Linked DNA regions of Mus musculus: region 1 is linked to region 2. A link is a contact called in public Micro-C data. All regions are on one chromosome and are shown on one strand. Each heading gives the region's core, a stretch centred on a gene start, on an enhancer-like site or on the middle of the called end of the contact. The rest is flanking DNA. Distances are from core to core; before and after follow the strand shown. Region 1 overlaps Gm34554 (a long non-coding RNA gene). Region 2 overlaps Wdr25 (WD repeat domain 25).

Region 1 (5,883 bases), core at 191-2,690, 1.0 Mb before region 2:
GCTCTTCGGGCCACCACTTCTGCATAGCCCCAAGGCACCTCTGAAATCACCCAGACGCTGGGCATGGAGTGGAAGGTCAAAGGTCAACCACAGATCCAGGGGAGCGGTGAGGAGGGAGCAGGCTTGGCCCTCCTCCAGCTGCACCCTTCACTTTGCTGGCTGGTAGAAGGTGGGAGCAGGGATTAACAGGCCCGGGCTTGTTCTCTCTCCCTGAGCACAGAGGCCCCATGGGGCAGCTCTAATTGGTTCATGTCTGACTGTAGCAAAGAACAAATTGATTTCCCTCCAGCTGTTTCTGCAACCACAGGTCCTCAAGCAGGCACAGGCAGCCGGCTGTGCCACCCGGCTTCATGGTCAAGCGCTGGGGCAAAGTCGGGGGTGAAGGGCAAAGGGGGTCTTGTGACAAAGAAGGGATCCTGCCTCAGTGTCCCAGAGTACACGCACGAACGCACGCACCTTGACAGAGGAAGAAACGAGAGGCCCTCTGGGCTTCAGTGCTCCCTGTAGTAGCTGTCAAAAGCCAAGCATCAAACAAGATCCTACAGTAGAAAACCAGCGTTCCCTCTACATGGGGCTCCATACACAACAGCTCAGCCATACTGGAGTCTTTAGCTACAGGATACACATTTTCTTGCCCCGGGGCCTTTGCACATGCTGAAAATGTTTGCACCATCTCCCTTCCCACGTATTCCTTTGCCAGTGGACAATATATTCTTGCCCCGTGGACTCGGCTGGCAGGTCTTCGCTTGGACAGCTTCTCCTGGGAAGGGGCCTTGGCCTTCTCTGCACTCAGCCCCATGCTTGGCTTACTATGTGTGGAACCTTCCCACAGCAGGTCTAGCTTTTCTTCCCAAGGAGCAAATATAGTCCCTGCCCCAGCCATCATTCTGTGCGCACAAGCAGCCTCGGTGCCCGAGGAACCATGGGCGATCTCCGGGAGGAGGTTTTAGAGTGAGTGTGGGGCAGGGAACCCCACGGGCCTGAACCGACTGGCAGAGCAACCAGGAACCAAGGAAAGAGCTGGAACCCGCCCTGCTGGCAGGCCGAGAAATGGCAGACTGAGCCCAACAAGGCTCACACACACACCTGGCCTCCTGCTTAGAGCCTGCAGTGAACTCCCGGCACAGGCACGAAGCCCTCCTCGATCCCCGCCTCCCCAACCCCACCCCTCTCTCACTCAGGATTCTTTGTGACAGAGGTGGATGCACACCCCAGACTTTGTTCCCAGTTCCTGCCGCCCTTCCTCCATATTTCTTTCTCCACACCAAAGCAGAGCCCCAGCCACAAGAGAGGTGTTGTCAGTCCCCCACCCCACTCCACTTCTCCCTCGCCTCCCACCCTCGCTACCCCCCTCCTCCTGCAAACCGGCCACCTCTCTTTGTGTCCTCTGTCCCGGCCGACCCTCTCTTTGTGTCCTCCCTTCCAAATCTGCATCATAAAAAGCGCTAGGCCCAGACGGTTAAGGAAGGCTTTCCTTGGGGTGGGGAGAAGGGGCCAGGCTGTACTGGCAAGGTCAAATTTCTTTTTATTTCCCAGCGACAGGGGCCATTCACATGTTAATAAATGACACTCCCATCGGGCGTCTAGGCAGCCTTTCTGAAAACTGAATTTTAACTCAGCACAACTGCTCTGTGAACAAGTCTACAAATAAAGATCCTGAGGTGTGGGGTGACAGGGGGCAGATGGAAAGCCACCCAATGTGCAGAGGGCTAAGGAAAGGAACTGTCCACCGCCTGCCTGGCTAAAAATCACCAAGTCCTTCCATCCCAGAGTGAAGGATGGACAAAATTTGTGATTCACAATCAAGACTTGCTGACAGACAAATGAGCAGGAGGGGACTTTCTGGGGTCTTGTCTTGGTCACTTAGGCTGCGTGCAATCTCCAGCATCCCATAGCGTAGGTTTTCCCATGTGTCTCAGCTGCTTCCCCTCTGACGCCCAGATCCCTGTAGCTGGTTCTGGGGCAGTCCTGGCCTCACCTGAAATTGATCACCCCCCACCCAAGGCCTGACTTTCAACCAAGAAGTCTGTTGCTGTTGTTATGGGGTTCTCTTGTTGTTTGGTTGTTTGTTTGTTTGTTTTTGGCTTGCTTTTTTGCATCCTTTAGGATTTGTGCCTGAAGGGAACGAGGAGGCCAGAGTTTTTTGTTCTGTTTTTTTCTTTTAAAGTTTTAGAAAAGCTGTACAAAGGTTTTATAAGACGTTGTTCTTGTGCAACTGAAAAGCTGCAAGATTTGGCAGACATTAGTGAGCTGGGGTCAAAATGCCCAAATGAAAACCAGGTTTGGGGGCTGAGAGATGGCTCAGGGGTTAAGAGCACTGGCTGCCCTTCCCGAAGCCCAGTGCTTTATTCCTGTCACGCACATGGTGGCTCACCACCACCTGTAACTCCAATTCCAGGAGCTCTGACGACTTCTTCTGGCCTTGTCGGGCATCAGGCTCACATGCAATACACATACAAGTGTAACATGAACGTGCATAAAATAAAAATAAATATATCTTTTTAATAAAGTATGCTTGCTTCAGGGATATCCTGATTTCTGGTGGCTGAGATAGACCTGGAGCTCTTCGATTCCTGGCCCATGTGGTGAATCTCTGAAACAAGAACAGACAGTGGGCAGAACCTGTAAGAGTTCTCTGTAGGTGTCTGTGCCCCAGGGGGTTCAGTGGATGTTAGGTCTCCTAGCCTACCTTTTACAGGACTCAAGAGTGCTTCCCAGGAAGACACACTAGCTGGAGGTGGAGGTTCTAAGGCAATGGCCGCTGCAAGGTAGTGCCAGAAGAGAGTGGGTGGGGCTGAGCAGAGAGGGCACTGAGGGATGAGGGGCAGGACTAAGGGAAAGTGGGTGGGGCTGAGGAGAGGGAGTACTGAAGGATGAGGGCAGAGCTAAAGGGAAATGAGTGGGGCTGAGGAAGGCTGAAGAAGGCTGGGCAGGGCTGAGGGAGACCAAAGATCAATATCAGTGGCCATAGCCAATATCCACAGCCAGGAGGCCCCATAAGCACCAGACATTTGCTACCTCCAGTTCTGGCAACTGGAAGTTGAAGGTTGAGCTGGAAAGTAGGGTCCTGGTTGGGGCCTTCTTTGAGATGTAGCTCTGTCTCTCTGAGTCCTCACTGGAGGGAAAGAGGTAAGAGTCTCCAGCCCTTTCCGTAGGGCACTAATCCCAATATGAGGGCTGTACTTTTGGACCCTGTCATTGCATAGAGGCTACTTGGGTGACACTGTCCTTGAGGCACTGGGCTATCCTCCTGTGAAACAAGGAGTGTTGGGAATGGGATGGAGTGTCTCTGAGACAAGGAGGAGCTGACAACTGCCATGTAGCCTAGGAGGATAGAGATCCCACAGTCACAAGAGCAATGCTATGACCAGGGCCTCTCATCACTGACAGCAGTGGACTTGTGGTGGCCCCTGGAGGACAGAAGCACCTTGCCTAGGATAGGCCAGCTGCACTGGGTCTGGATGTGGGTGGGGACTCCCCAAGACCCATTGTGGAAACTCTGAGCTTTTAGGAAATCGTGCTGCAACCAGGATGTGCTGTCCAGCAAGCCGCCCTGTCACAAGAGGCCTCATCAGACCAGACTCTCACCAGGAAAAATGCACTTTCTTGTTGGATCCAAGATCCAGATTTTGTAGAATAAACACTTGTCAACTCAGAGAGCATGTATACCAATTAATTACCACTGGGCTAGGCTGCACTGGGCTGCAGGCTGTGAGAACAAGCCTTCCCAAGCCATTCTTTCCTTTCTGTTTTCCCCCAGGACTCGGGCATCACATGAAATGTCTTGAAGACTCTTTCCAGGTCTGGTCTCTTTGAGACACTTCTAATAGCACAGAGTTGGAGGCTGTAAATAGTAGGGGGACAAGGAAAGAGAGATGTCTCACATACCAGGTGAGACACCCTCACTCTTGTATAAAAATGCAGCAGGACATCTTTTTCTTGTGGCCGCCACTACCTCCAGACAGATTATACAAGACTTACGGACATCTGAAAGTTTCTTTTTCGTTTTTCCAGTCCAGACCAGTTCCCTCTTCCCCTTCCATACTTGACCCAGGAAGAAGAGAGATAGAGTTTTGTCTGGAACATCCTGATATCTAGGTGTAGTCTGCCTGGTGTTCAGTAACTATTGGCACCCCGGTCACAGTTTGACATGCAATAAACATGTGATGAACTTTTACCTCGGGCCAAAATAACGTCAGAAAGACCAGATTTAGCCTCTCCTCTGCAAGAGCTAAGAATCTGGACAGAACACATGGAATAACAATTGTCAGACATGGACTGTCAGACAGTTCAAGTCAGTTCAAGACAGTAATCCTGAGATTGGGGCGGGGGGTGGGGGGGTGGGGGGGAGTAAGCCATGTGAGCCCTGTCATGGCTTTGGGCTGCAGCCAGGAGAGTCTCCAGGCATGCCACTAGGAGGGGGGCCCAGACAGAGCCTGGGGTCTTTCTCATGGAACTGGGGACTTGTGGAGGCCAATGCAGCTGCAGTCCTAGGACTAGGAAGGATGGGAAAGGAAGGATGTTTGAGGGATGTACTTGTAGATGGTCCCTCTTGGGAGTTAAGAGCTCAGCAGAGCTTGGTCAGCTCAGGTGCGACAGTAGCGGGCTCACACAGGGCTAGTGACAGTGCTGGCTCCTACCAGCTGTGAAGACAATGGCAGCTACTTCTCAGTACATTCCCAGGGATTGGGAAGGGTATGGAGTAGATGCTGCCCAGTGGTGGATAAGTGACACTTGAATCCTACCTGTTAGAGCTCCTCAAGTTGTATCCAGTCCACAGCCTGTGGGTCGCATGCACCTGAGAACTCTGCTGCCAGTGAGGCACAGCACAAAAATTTTAAACTCACTTAAGAGATGATGAATGAAGACCTGTTTGTGATTTTAGAAATATCTAGCTTAAAGAGTTCTGAAGCACACGCTTCATAGATGACAGTTTGTATCTTGATGGCAAAAGGTTGGGCCCATCTGGAAGCTATGGGTAAATGAAACAGTTTCCAAAGTACCTTAACTATGTCTGAGAACAGAGATTAATACCATTTATAGGAATATAAACATCTATTCCCTAACAGTAAATACAAGGTTGGGAACCAGGTGAAAAATAGATAGCCCGCGTATGCAAAGGAGCAGGGCATGTGCCCAGAGGAGGAAGCAGAGTTGGAGATACGGCTCAGTTGGTAGAGTGCTAGCCTGGTGTCCATGAATCCCTGTGCTCCTCAAGCACTGCATAAACTGTCAGGGGAGTGCATCTATAATCTCAGTACTCAGGAGAATCGGAAGCTTAAGGTCATCCCAGCTCAGAAGAGAATTTGAGGCCAGCCTGGGTTACAGGAGACCTAGTAAGATAAGATAAGATGAGATGAGATAAGATAAGATAGAATTGCATAAGAACTCAATGAATCCAGATTAACTCTGAAATACCATAGGAGATGGAATCAGCGGGTAGGATCCAAAAACAATTTTATAACTCTGTCCTCTGTGTTCAGGAAGCAAAAAGAAACACAGGCAAAGGCAATAAAAGGAGATGTGAGCCCTATGTAAAGAGGTGAGAAACAGCATCTGAGAGCAAAAAAAAAAAAATCTCATGAAATTAGCAGAGGATTAAGTGCTCAGAGGGGAAGAGTAATCGACTTGAAGATGCGGTAATAGAAATGATTTTAAATGCAACATTATAGAGGAGAGAAGAATACAGAACATCAAGATAACTTCCAAAGGCCCAGTGTCTATGTGAAGTAGTATGGAAGACAAGGAGATGGGAAATATATCAGGAAAAATGTCAGTAGAAACTTACAAATGTGGTGAAAACTCTAACCAGTGAGGTCTAAGAAGGGCAGTGAACCCAGGCATGTGAAACATGAAGAAGAGCACATGGGGGATACCCTAGAT
Region 2 (5,835 bases), core at 3,198-5,697:
CATGGTGACAGATGTCATGGCCCAGAAAGGTGAGGACATGGCAAGGGTCCAATGTACCAGCACCTTCCAGAATGTGCTTACAGGACACTGAGGGGGTGTGAAGAGGCGCAGATGAAAACACACAACTCTCCTAACCAAAGGTTACGATGAAAATGTGGTTTAATTTGTGTTTTTGTACCTTTCAAAATAACACTTCAACTGGTGTAGAAAGAGCCCACTTGTGTTTATGAAAGCTCTCCCGTCCCCCTACGGCTGCTGGGCCGTGTAAACACACTGTGAGGAGGGGACAGAAATAGCTGCTTGTGAAACTTTTAATACTAGCGTGTATGAGAATTAGAATTCTAAACCCAGCAGGTTAAAAATGTTCTGAAAGCAATTTTGGTGTTAGTCTAAATAATTATAGATGGTGCTCACTTAGATAAGGGCCTTTGCCCCCTCGGGGCTCCAAGGGAAAATTCTAGGCATGATAGTTAAGCAAAATAGTTGGTTATTACAGAGGCTTTTCGGTGGCAGTGCAAATTGGTATAATCCTTCTGGAAAGCAATCTGACAGGAGACGAACCTGGACCCATGGAAATGTACAACCCTTTGACCCAGCAGTCCCACTTCTGGGAATCAGTCTAAAAGAAATAATCCAACAGAAAGGGGTTTCATGCATGAAGATAACCACTTCAGTATTATCTATAACAGCAAAAATTAGAAACCACCTCGGTGTCCAAGGGCGGCTAAGTAAATTACAGTTAATCAACTCGATAGAGCGTCGCAGAACCAGTGAAAATTGACGGCCCTCCGAAGACACAGGGGCTGGTTGTGCTGCAGCAGCCAGGGCTCCGGGAGAATGTTAAGTGGCAAGCACAGGCTGCTGGAACCGTGTGTGCTCTCTAAGAAAAGCCCGTGTGGACCAGAAAGGGACAGGAGGACAGCGCCAGGGTGACCAGGGCTTAAGCATTCACTGGGCATGGAGGACCTGCTGTTCAGCACCTGGGAGCAGATGGTGGCTTGGAACCCCTCATCATGTTTTGTCTACTTATTTTAGGATTTAATCCAAGCAGAAAGAAGGGACACAGCTACAGCAGAACCTAGTCACTTGCCCCAGAGCTGGGATGGGAAGCCATTCCTGAGATTGCAAGTTACTTAAGACCACATTCGTTAAGCCTTTTGGTCTCTCCCACGCAGCCTAGAATGCGTAAGGGCCCGAAGAGCAGCTGACTGTGTGCATGACAGCGACAGCACATCGGCAATGAAAACCAAAGACATTTGAAAATATTTATGAACTTGTGTAGAATTAGCAAAAATAAACCCACCACGCATTAATATAAATAACATGTTTCTTATAAAAATAGCTAGAGTCTTCATAGCAGAAAGAAATTAGCGGGAAGGCATTGTTTACATTTTTGTGGGTTACACTGCTGCCTGACTTAATACAAGACAGCTGGGCTTTCATATCTGCTGCAGTATTTAATCTATGGCAATGGTGCCTGTCATGTAGCCCCTGGGAAAGTCCATTTACACTCCTGAGAGAATGAAAGTAGAAAAGGCAAATAACTTCTAGGTGTGATTATGAAAATAGTTTTGACCCGGTGGAAGGGTCGCAAGGACCCCTGGGGTGTTCAGATCATTGCAGTAGATTACAGCATCCCAGGCTGCAGCTATAGGGTTCAGATCATTGCAGTAGATTACAGCATCCCAGGCTGCAGCTATAGGGTTCAGATCATTGCAGTAGGTTACAGCATCCCAGGCTGCAGCTATAGGGTTCAGATCATTGCAGTAGATTACAGCATCCCAGGCTGCAGCTATAGGGTTCAGATCATTGCAGTAGGTTACAGCATCCCAGGCTGCAGCTATAGGGTTCAGATCATTGCAGTAGGTTACAGCATCCCAGGCTGCAGCTATAGGTGCTGGGTGGGTGCACAGCTGAAGTGCAGCCTCACTGGATTATTTCCTAGAGACCCACCCACATGCCGACAGCTGTGGCCTGCAGTGGAAAGTGGCCTTTTCACTCCTCTCACCCTTCTGGTTCCTCTACAGCAGTGTGCATTTCTTTTAGGGTCAGAGCACATTTCTTTCTTTGAGGCAGGATTTGGAAAGCCCTGATGTACCTGCGCCCTGAAGAATGAAGCTGGGTGGGAAGGTCACTTTAAATCATTAGTAGCCAGTGCTGGTGTGGGGAAGCATCAGGAAGCAGGGCTGGGTGGGGGCGGCAGCACCGCTCCTTAATATGCTGATCGATCCCTGGCACCTAGCACACATTCATCACAGTGCCATGCGGCCTGCCTGGGACCCAGTGACGAGAACTGAAACTGGCTCAAGCTAATCACTGCTAGATGAAGGTCAAATATAGGTGACTATATATCAGCTAGCAGGGTATGAGTAGACATGCCACTGCCTACAGCAGCTGGACACTTACAAAGGGAGAAGCCCGACCACAGACTTGACTACAAAATATGCTAGGTTTTCTCTGCTTTAAAAAAAAAAATGATAATGAAATACCAGAACTCAAACACCACCTGGGGGAAGGAGAGGAGGCGGGCTATGATGAGGGTCAATACTGTTAGCATGTAAATTGCCTGGAGATGGGGAACACTAAGACCATGGGAGATTAATGGACAGGAACCCCAATGACAAACCACTTACTTAGCATTCACAAGGTGCCAGGCCTGAGTCTAACCGCACTGTCCATAAATGAACTCATCTGGCCCTCAAACAAGATGCCATTAAATTAGCAGATGTTGGGGGGGGGGAGTAATAATTCTGCCCCTGTGGAGGACAGGGAGACATAGTCACTGTGCACACAGACATTGGTGTGAGCCACAAGCTAACGCTGTGGAGCAACAGGAATGAATGTTGTGCATCCGGGTACCCAGAAGAGATGTGCTACTGACAGGAGTGAAGAAGCAGAACTACAGGGCAAGAGGGAGAGTCAGGAGCAGGCACAACAACCCAAGATCCTTCCTCAGCATCACAGATGACATGAGGCTGCAGAGAGTGGAGACCCACCCACCCAGGACAGGCTGAAAGGAACACACACACACACACACACACACACACACACGTCAGGGACTCCGCCTGCCACCTCACAACCCTCAGGCAAGCTCACTGTAGACAAGTCCCTCCACCTCACACTTCAGGAAGCTTGATGGAAGGAGGGTGAGGATCCTGGCTAACAGCAGGGTGTTCCTACCCTGCTACCACACCTGAGGTTCTTAGCCCACATCGGAAGGCCACACTAGACACCTGGGCCTGCTGGTTGTCAGGGCAAAAGGATATGGCAGCTATGCATGGTGGCACTTGTCTATAATCCCAGCACACAGGAGCTGTGACAAGAAGGGTGCTGTAAGCTCAAGCCAAGCTGGGCCATTGAATGAATTCCAGACCAGTCTAGGCTAGAGTAAGGCACTGCCTCAAGAACGAACAAACAGCAACAGCTGAAGACAGAGTCAAGAGAGATGCAACCCCCTCTCTCCTCTCCTCTCCTCTCCTCTCCTCTCCTCTCCTCTCCTCTCCTCTCCTCTCCTCTTCCTGGGAAATTACAGTAAGACTGAGGGGAACCACTACTATGGAGTGTGTGTGTGTGTGTGTGTGTGTGTGTGTGTGTGTGTGGTATACATGCTTCGTCTGAAACAGAGTCTTGATTTTGTACCCTGGACTAGCCTCAAACTTCTTTCCTGCCCCAGGCACCCAAATGCTGGAATTATAGGCAAATACCAGCACACCTAGCTCTGGAAGACTGTGTAATCTCAGTTTTGTAGTGTGGGTTACAGAAGTTCCAATGGTGTGACTAGAGCCTGATGGTCCACTCAAAGAAAGAGAGAGCCCAGAAGAGAGCAAGGGTCGGGATGCATTCCGGCTGTCACACAAGTGGAAGTGCCAAGGCTTTTCATTTCTCCAATTTTCTTCTCAAAATCTGACCACTTTTACAATGAAGCAAAATGAAATATAGAACTACCCCCTTTTCTAAGACGCCAAGGGCCTCGCTATCACCAGGCACTAGACAGGCTCCTTTAAGAGTCTTCTGTGTCCAAGTTTTAAAAGCAACAAGAAATAATTCACTAGACTGTCTCAACTCCTAAGTGTGCCAATTTTGCAATCTGCATTTTTCAATTACATTAAAAGCATTTTTCCAAATTGCTCTATTCTCCCCTTAATGACACGGGATGAGATTGGCTGAGACGCGCTCCCCGAGGAGAGGGCCAGCACCTTCATGCCTGGCACCGCTTGCACATGAGCTGCCCTGGGTGCACAAAACTGGTCAAGTTCAACCACAAAGGCTCCCAGAAAGCAGAAAGCACACAGGGCTAGCCACTGCACTGCTTTCAGTCAGCTCATGTTGGTTCTGAGAGCCTCAAGCTCGTGAAGTAAAGGGAACCAGAAGCATCTCCAGTATTGGCCCTGAACTCATCTCGGCTTTCACTAGAGGGAAGAGGGCGTCAGAGACACTTCACCTCCCACGAAAAAGGAAGTTCCAGCCCAGAAGCTGCCAACTCTTCCCAGAGGCTCTGCAGCCTGGCTACTGACACCTAAGCCACCGCAGGACAACACGGGGACTCTCAACCTTCCCAGGAAGGTGAGAGGGAAGAGAGGGGCAAGCAGACTCCAGAACTGCGTGCCCCAGGGCACCTCCTGCTCTCCCTTGGTCTCCGCCACCTGAAGAAGGACCAGATGATCTCTCCATGTGCCGGCGTGTGTGCATGTTAACACACACACCAAATTCTCCCCTCGCCTTCACCTAATTACCCTCCATGCACTCACTGTTAATCATTCACTCCCCAAATACCAGACACCCACCACCACAACCCGCCCCTCCTACCCAGCTGCGCCTCTCATTTCCAACAGATCTGCCTCGTGCTCGGAATAAATTGCCAATCATCTGCATAATGCTCCCGAGCTCCTTCCTCCACGCACCAAATCACTTCTCAACCTCATTTCGTAAAAATCCATCAAGAGTAATTCTTTCAAAACTGAACTAAACCCTCGCTCTGGCACTTGGATCCATAAATTCCTTGTCTTTGAATGTGAAATATATCACTTTTTACAAAGCACATCCAAGATACCCTAATATAATCAGATCCACTAACAATGATAAATCAGCGAGATCCTGTAATATATAAAAATGCAAATCCAAGCCACCGTGGAAATCATCTCTGCTCCCCCTGCCCTTAACAAAGCCCAAGTAGTGAGGCTGAAGAGAGCCTGGGCCCATCTGGGAGAAAGCGCTGCTTTTCAACTGGGCATTTCCAGAGGTGGAGGAGGAACAGCTTGCCTGTTTGGCTCAGTCTCTGTAGCCTATTGCCCGCCCCATGTTGCCTGCTGTGTAACTGGGAACAAGTTTCAGCTCTGTGGTAAAGTGTGTTAAAAGCTGTGCCTAGCAGCATGTGGTGGACCCGGTGCAGCTGCTGACGCCCTGCTCCCTCATGTGCTCCTGGTCACCACAGGGCCGGTGATCAGCACAAGAAAGCACCAGCTGGGGTCACCTGCCTCCATCGCAGAGCCTTCAGCTACCTCCGAAGGCAGCTTGCCTGAGGGAGGCAGCATAGCTCCCTCCTGGGTCCCCTAAGAGGTTGCTTCCCCAGCGCTGCTGAGGCTTGACTTTGGACTCAAGCAACCGTCCACCATCCAGTGGCCAGTGTGAGCGCCTGGCAACTGGGCCGTCCTCAGCAGGACCTGGCGGATGCACAAAGCACTCCAAAGGACGACAAAGGCAGCTCAGTAGCATTGATCTCAGAAACTCCATGCATTTTAAAGGGATTTATCTCAGGAACACTGAGGATGAAACTCTTTAAAAATCCATATGTACAAAAACAGACTATGAAGAGATTCACAAAAGCAGAACTACATT

The links. Hi-C and Micro-C count contacts between places; a contact is called where the count stands out from the background.
Region 1: a contact with region 2 is called in a Micro-C map of stem cell-derived motor neurons, with 6 times the contacts expected there. The contact joins two enhancer-like sites. A contact is called at or near these places in 5 of 39 promoter capture datasets (the 3T3-L1 cell line, 3T3-L1-derived adipocytes, hippocampal neurons and 1 more), 3 of 15 datasets of contacts at CTCF or cohesin (the NIH/3T3 cell line, large pre-B cells and pro-B cells), 52 of 484 Hi-C or Micro-C datasets (the 3T3-L1 cell line, 3T3-L1-derived adipocytes, the AML12 cell line and 32 more), 9 of 115 datasets of contacts at active chromatin or transcription factors (the NIH/3T3 cell line, acute myeloid leukemia, differentiating embryonic stem cells and 3 more) and 3 of 9 other capture datasets (embryonic stem cells, embryonic tail and embryonic trunk).

The regions. Positions count from the first base shown.
Region 1 is chr12:109,944,073-109,949,955 of GRCm38.p6, reverse strand. Gm34554 (a long non-coding RNA gene) reads right to left here. Exons shown (of 3, transcript XR_381936.1): 3 at 2,478-2,593. Among named protein-coding and RNA genes, the nearest start is that of Gm34554, 25 kb to the right of the region's middle. RefSeq lists an enhancer at 1-3,452. Within about 2 kb of position 1,440, at least 54 of the 459 cell types and tissues checked have an H3K27ac peak or open chromatin away from gene starts, as enhancers often do. A contact at or near this core is called in ganglionic eminence and stem cell-derived motor neurons, where this site is marked.
Region 2 is chr12:108,905,578-108,911,412 of GRCm38.p6, reverse strand. The region is part of intron 2 of Wdr25 (WD repeat domain 25); the gene reads right to left. Among named protein-coding and RNA genes, the nearest start is that of Wdr25, 14 kb to the right of the region's middle. Within about 2 kb of position 4,447, at least 14 of the 459 cell types and tissues checked have an H3K27ac peak or open chromatin away from gene starts, as enhancers often do. A contact at or near this core is called in ganglionic eminence and stem cell-derived motor neurons, where this site is marked.